Regions from separate parts of the Mus musculus genome. Here region 2 is linked to region 1. Evidence: chromatin contacts called from public Hi-C data. All regions are on one chromosome and are shown on one strand. The core of a region is the stretch at or near the end of the contact, and the rest is flanking DNA. Distances in the headings are between cores, read along the strand shown. Region 1 has its middle 47 kb from the start of Gm25985. Region 2 has its middle 130 kb from the start of 4930435F18Rik.

Region 1 (3,487 bases), core at 422-2,921:
ACAGAACCACATTAGTGAAGATGTGGAGGAGAGATTGGCTCGACAGAGAAAAATGGTGGAACCTGAAGTAGTAGGAGAGATTAGAGCGGCACCGTGACATGACGTGTCAGCGAGCACAGGAGAGAAAAAAATGAAGAGATGAAAGTCATGGAGATGGAAGATGAGGGACGCTCTGGGGAGGAGTCTGAGTCGTTAGAGTCTGAGGAGTACACAGACAGCGAAGGTGAAATGGAGCCTCGACTTAAGCCTGTCTTCATTTGAAAGAAGGATCAGGTGACAGTTCAAGAATGAGAACCTGAAGCCCTAAAACATAAGGAGCTTGAACAGGAAGCAAAGCGTATGGCTGAGGAGCTGCGCAAGTACACACCCAAAATTGTAGAAGAAACCAAGAAGGAGCTAGAGGAGAACAAGCGGTCCCTTGCCGCCCTGGATGCACTCAGTACCGATGATGAAAATGAGGAGGAGGAGTACTAGGCGTGAAAACTCCGAGAGCTCAAAAGAATCAAGTGCGACAGAGAAGACCTAGAAGTGCTTGAAACGGAGAAAGCAGACATTGAATGCATGAGAAACCTGACTGAGGAAGAAAGGCAGGCGGAACTTCGGACAATGTCATTACCAACAAAGCTATTAAAGGCAAATAAAAGTTTTTACAAAAGTATTCTCACCGAGGTACCTTCTTCATGAACGAAGATGAAGAAGTCTACAAGAGAGATTTTAGTGCGCCTACTCTTGAGGACCATTTCAACAAAACCATTCTTCCAAAAGCCATGCAGGTCAAGAATTTCGGAAGGTCTGGTCGCACCAAGCACACCCACCTTGTAGATCAAGATACCACTTCCTTTGACTCTGCATGGGGCCAAGAGAGTGCACAGAACACAAAATTTGTGAAACAAAAGGCAGCAGGGGTCCCAGATGTAGTTGAATGACCCTCTACCAAGAAGAAAACCACCTAGACTTCAACTACTTATTCCAACTGTTCACAAGGGGACCTGGTTCTCAATTTTCTTTAACTATCATTAACGTAGTTCTTGTATAGAACTTTCCAGACTTGCGGCCATAACTTGTGTTTTAAGGAGCTTTGTAAGAGGTTTGAGCTCATTCTGAGAAACTCACAGAAAAGCACTAAACAGGTAGGATTAAAGGCTTCCCACTCAAAACTGTTTCTGAGAAATCAGGTTTCTCTACCGTAGTTTCCCATATTGACTTGGGACTATTCTGAGTTTGTTTTTCCAGCCTTGATCAGAGACCTGGTCACGTGAATGGATGGAGCATTCCTTCTTACTTAGGGCTATGAGTAGGGCTATGAGGAAATCCAAGCTCAGTCTGACCTGTTTTTGCATTTGGGGTGTTGAAACTACTTTTCTAAGTAAATATACTTTTTGATCTGTTAAAAAAAAAGTCACAGTCTCCCTTCCCCATTCTCACTTCTTCCTTCTCTCTCCCAGAGGCTACCTCTGTATCTCTGTCCCCATTAAACTACATGAGACCTGTCACATGATGTGTTCTTTATTGGGATTCACCACTGCCTAATCCTATCACTAATATTAAAACCGTGAAGATGAAAAAGAAACGAAAAACAAAAGCAAGAAAGCAGAAAAGGCAGACTCAGGAAGTTATGCTTTCCAAAGGGCATGTGTGCAACACAAGAGGAAATAAAAGCAAACCCAGTAACTGCAGAGTCCAAAGCCAGCACCAGAGTCATTAGGGATAGTGACATCCCTCATGTCACCTTATCTCCTAGCATGAAAAGAAACAGAAGCAAAGGCCAGGGTCTCTCCTCAATAAACAGCCAGAAAGCTTGCTCTGAAAGGAAAAAAAGATGCACTGATTGTAGGAACTTGTTTAAAATGTCAGGAATTCAGATTGAAAAGTCACTGATAAGTGAACTTCTAATAGGTATTTTAAAAATAGAGGCTGGAGGGAAAAAGGGAAATGGAAGAGCGATGTAATTGTATTTCAATTAAAATGTATAAAAACACATTTAAAAATTCGTAAAAAAATTAGAATAATTACATTTTAATCTCCATAATACTAAATAGAGAAAACAGGTCCAGAAACCAATGCAACAGCAAACAGCAATATTTAACCATCAAATGAACAAAGACTTGACAATATTGATATGAAGCAGTGCTTAACAAAAACGGAGAGTGGAAATTTAGAAATTCTATCTCTCACTGTAAAGTGACATAAACTGTCAAGAGGAAACCTGTGACCCCAGACAATGAGACATAATTCATCTTAACCTAGAATGTCAGCCTCCCTCCAACAGGAGCAAAGAGGCAGCCTCCTGTGGAAGGACACTGCCTTTGAGTTACTCTTGTGATGAAAGAGTGAGCAAAAGCCACGTGGGGGAAGAAAGACCTCATTTCACTCACAGTTCCATGAAATAGGTCATCAAATGCACTGATGGCAGGAACAGGGCAGAATCCTGGAGGCAGGAGCTGAAGCAGAGGCCATGGGGGCTTCTTCTTACTGGCTTGCTCCTAGTGTGTCTTGCTCAGCCTGCTTTCTTTTAGAACCCAGGACCACCCACCCAGGGATGGCACCGTCCACAATAAGCTAGGCCATCCCACATCAGTCTCCAATTTTTAAAATATCCTACAAGCTTGCCTACAGTCTAACCTTATGAAGGCATTTTCTCCAGGGAGGGTTCCTCCTTTCCAATAACCCTAGCTTGTGTCGATTTGACAACAAAATAATTAATAATAATAGCGCAATACCTACCTCCATAGGAAGCCTGTCATTGTTTCAGCTCACAGTACCCTAAAGAGTTACAGACATTCACTTGACAGCTCCCCTCTTCCATCAAGATAACCAAGGTCACACAGTCTCAGAGTCTCTCAAGAGAGAGAGAGAGAGAGAGAGAGAGAAGGGAGTACCACTCATTGCAATCCTCTAATTCAGGACGTATCAGCTGAGGTGCTTACTGGGTGGTCTGATTTCAGGATCCCTCATAAGGAGAGCCATCAGAGAAAAGGCTAAATGAAGCACATCTTTGATTATAGAGCAACCAGCCTCTGTGACACCTCATGAGACACGTCACTTGAAGCTGCTCTTGCCATTGTAGGCAGGAGCTATTCCCCCTTAAGCAGGACCTATTCCACCTTAAGCAGAAGCCGTTCCGCCTCGGGCAGGTATTATTCCCTGAGTTAGACAGATACTATTCAGATTGATCATAGCAAACACCACACATTTTCCTCTGTTCCCTATAGATCAGAGTGAGCCCAAGCCAACCTACTTCTGCATTGAGCTAAAAGAGACTGTTTAAAGGATTTTCAACGTTGCTAAACCCAGAAACGTTCATCAGTTCACCAGACTGCTGACCACCTAGGCTCAAAGGAGCACTGCTTTGAAAGCCATTTCCTTTTATTCTCAGTCTATGAACACAGTCCAGGCAAGTCTGTATTTACACATGATGTTTTCACGGAGGAAGACATGCTCCTTGTCTCCGTCAACAGACGGGTTGGAGGCACATTGACTGGCTTGT
Region 2 (3,487 bases), core at 256-2,755, 1.5 Mb before region 1:
CTCTGAGTGCAGAAGATGTGTTAGCAAGCTAACTGGGATTATGCCCTTTACAGAAAACGAAGGCTCCTTTGGGAAAACTATTTGTCCAAAAGGAGTCAATGGCTTTCTGGCTTACAGTCCACTGCTTCTTCTAGCCCTTCTCTCAGTAGTAGCTTTGTGTTAAGGTCGTTGTTTTATTGATGTTGAAGTTCCTCACAACATAATTTACCCCCAAGGAAAGAAGCAGCAAAGCAGGAAATTATTCTCTGAAGTCTCCAGTTGTTTCAAGTCACAGCCTGATACTAAAGCGCAAAATTCAGTTTTCCATACATTAATATCATCTTTGCAACATCTCCAAGGAACCTAAAGAGAAATAGCAATCCTGAGGGTTTCTACAGGGAAATAATATCTATCAAATAAGATACATTAAAAAATTAAGTGTTAAATCGACGTCTTTTTAAAAATTGGGCTCTAGTCTGATAGTACTTTGGAAAAGTCAGAAAAATTTTAACTACGGGCTCTCCACTCTCCCTACCTTGAGGTACATATTTTGAGAGAAGATGACTTTCGATCTTATAGTCTGAATTGGAATACCGGAAGTTCTGACTGTGATCCTGGGCGCAGCCGCGGATGTATGTGCGTGTGCATGCTCAGCATAAAACAGTCATGCCCCCATGACTGTCAGCAATCCTATGAAGGAGCCAGCTCAGGGCTCTATGCCTTCTTAGTGGAGCAGCGTGCCTTTACGGTTTCTCTTCCCTTTGAAGACACTAGGAGGCGCGCCAGCACCAAGTTTGCTCCTTTACGCTCTGTACCAACAACGCTAAAAGGTTTTGTTTTGTTGCTTTTTTTTTTTTTTTTCCTTCATTTGAAAGTCTGCAAAGGGAAAAGACTGGGAAATGCACTTGGTCTGTTTATACATCCGAGGCCCGGAGGTGTTACTTTAGAGAACAATATCCTCTAGAATGGCTTTTCCCTCTCACCCCGCCTCAGCTCTCATTCTGTCTCAGGTGGACTTGGAAAAATACAATAAAATAAAAAAAACTTCACACAAGGAGAAAGTCCCGCCCCGAGGCCGGGTGGGATGGTTTACAGCCTGGACCTCCAGCAGTTCGGTGTTTAAATAAATCTTAGTGAGCAATGGAGACCGATCTTCACATTAATCTTGAGTAATTAGCGTTATAACCCTCGGCCCGTTCAAGACAAAGCTTTATGCAAATGTCCCCCCTTCCTTTCCAGATGCCTCTTCCCGGGGCCTGCCCCGGTCCCCTTATCCCCTAGCCCCCTGGGTTGCTAACGCCCCTGCAGATCCAGAGCCTCTTTTTTAATAACACGGTACGTTGAGGACCTTTAAAAAAAATGATGAGGGTTCTGGAGTTTTTAAAAGATTTAAAAAAAGGGAAGTAAGGGCAGCTGCAGAGGGGCGGGGGAGGGGGGTGCACAGCCGGGGCTGTTAGACAGGGTTAGCCTCCAGCGAACTGGCACCTGCCCTTGGCAGCCAGGCTTGTTCAGTCAAGGACAGAACCCACCGAGTAATGAGATTCGGAGGTTGGGAAGCGAGATTTTCTCCAAACATCAGACTGGAGGGCTGAGGGAGGGAGGGAGGATCTTCCAAGGGAGACCTTCCAGGAAGGTTAGATCTCCAGTTTGGCCCTTGGGACACCACTCTGACTTTCGGTCCTATACATAGAGAAGATTCTGAACTTGGGTCCTCAGCTGGGAGTCGCTGCTAAAAGGAGACATGGCCTAACAGGAGGCGGAGGAAGAGAATATGAGAAACCCCAACTCACAAGTTTTTATGCGCAAAGGTCGAGGAGGGCGGCGCTCACACAGAGCACAGACACGGAGCTAAGAGCGTTCAGGTCTCTGTCTGGTGCTGTACTATCTGCTGTGTTGTGTTGACTGGCTCTGAGGACTTAGATTTTCAGTTTATTCCAAGGACCCGCTCGCCGTTTTATGGCTGTACTTATTTTTTAAAAAATCTCTCTGGTCCGTAACGAAATGACTCAAACTCCCAAATCTTTGCAGACCTGAGAATGGAGCCTCCCAAGCTTCAGTGTGCATCCCTAATGCCGTAGTCCACCCAGCAACACACACACACACACACACACACACACACACACACACACACCCCACACCGCCCTCAGTGCTTCCTTTCTCACAAAGCAGAACCTAATGAGTGCTAAGGTATTAAGCAGAAGGGCTCAGAGAATGTGGCCTAGGGACTGTACCTGTCACTCCTCTTGAAAACTTCTACAGAAACAGTTTTCTGATTCAAAACGCGCCTCAAGCCTCCACACACATTATCATCCTTCTGTCTTTATACTTTTAGGTTATTCCTTCTCTCTCTCTCTCTCTCTCTCTCTCTCTCTCTCTCCCCCTCTCCAGCTGACCTCTCCATTCTCAAAAAGGTAAGCATAGCACTAAGGGGGAAAGCCACGGATGTGACTCTTTTTAACTCATAATAGCTGTGGTCTACACTGTGTTTATGAAACGGAGTAAGAAAGGGAGGGGGCTTAATGTAACGACACCGCCAGGCTGTATAAATACAATATTCATTTTTTAAAAGTGAAGTGGATTTGGTTTACTCTGAAGACCAGTAATTCAAACAGCACCTATCTGCTGCAGATAGAGCAGCTATGCACATCTACACGGGCAAGTTTGAAATTTAGAACAAGGCTTTGATTTATTCCCTTTCTATCAGTGATTAATGCCCCTTAATTAGCTAATCTCAAAGCTATTATTTACACCGATGGCAGACAAAGGAAAACCTGATGATCCAACGCTTATGTCAGCTTGGAAAGCTAAAACAAAACAAAACAAAAATGTTTTATTCAGAGTGGAGTCCAGAGTCTTACAAGTGAACCTTAAAATAACAAAGAATCCCAAAGGTAAAAATAAAATAAAATAAAATAATAAAGCCACTTTAAAAGATTTAGAAGAATACTCCTCGGTCGCTCCCCAATCTAAATCTTCTTCTTCCTTCCTCTTCCTTTTGCCTGGAGCAATGTGAGAGGAGATAATTAAAGAGGAAGACTATGTTTTGTCTTCTAAACATTAAAAATCTAGGAAATTTCTTCAGTTGCTATGGGGAACATTTACAGAGGAGTTTCTGAAATCGGGTATGAGGAACGGGTTCTTCGACTTTAAAGCAGTGTTTTCTTTGTGCATTTCTTAGGACCATGTTGGCAGCCTGGGACCAGGTTCCTTTATCAAGATCTGGGGTCTCAAACCCCAGGCAGGGCTGGGTGTGATGTGCTTGTAGTCTAGGTGTTCCGGAATTTCTCTTTGAACTCTGCCATCCCAAGCACCGCTTCTCTTTTAAAGTAGCTCAGTATCAACACATCCCTGCCTGGACAGAGGTAGTTCGGAGCCTTTCTTTCCAGAAAAAGAGTAGGTTGGGAAACTGGAAGATTGGCCTTCAGCTCTTCAGAGGAGTCCAGGTGGTTGCCCCAGGAGCAGCAGAGCTCAACACAGGCTATTGGAAGCACCCAGCCAAGAAGCCTAG

Evidence for each region. Hi-C and Micro-C count contacts between places; a contact is called where the count stands out from the background.
Region 2: a Hi-C map of the N1E-115 cell line shows a contact between it and region 1, with 5 times the contacts expected there. The contact joins two enhancer-like sites. A contact is called at or near these places in 1 of 484 Hi-C or Micro-C datasets (the N1E-115 cell line) and 1 of 115 datasets of contacts at active chromatin or transcription factors (stem cell-derived neural progenitor cells).

Annotation. Positions count from the first base shown.
Region 1 is chr13:115,161,070-115,164,556 of GRCm38.p6, reverse strand. It overlaps the pseudogene Gm18759. Among named protein-coding and RNA genes, the nearest start is that of Gm25985, 47 kb to the right of the region's middle. Within about 2 kb of position 1,671, at least 11 of the 459 cell types and tissues checked have an H3K27ac peak or open chromatin away from gene starts, as enhancers often do. A contact at or near this core is called in the N1E-115 cell line, where this site is marked.
Region 2 is chr13:116,709,684-116,713,170 of GRCm38.p6, reverse strand. No RefSeq gene overlaps it. Among named protein-coding and RNA genes, the nearest start is that of 4930435F18Rik, 130 kb to the left of the region's middle. Within about 2 kb of position 1,505, at least 51 of the 459 cell types and tissues checked have an H3K27ac peak or open chromatin away from gene starts, as enhancers often do. A contact at or near this core is called in the N1E-115 cell line, where this site is marked.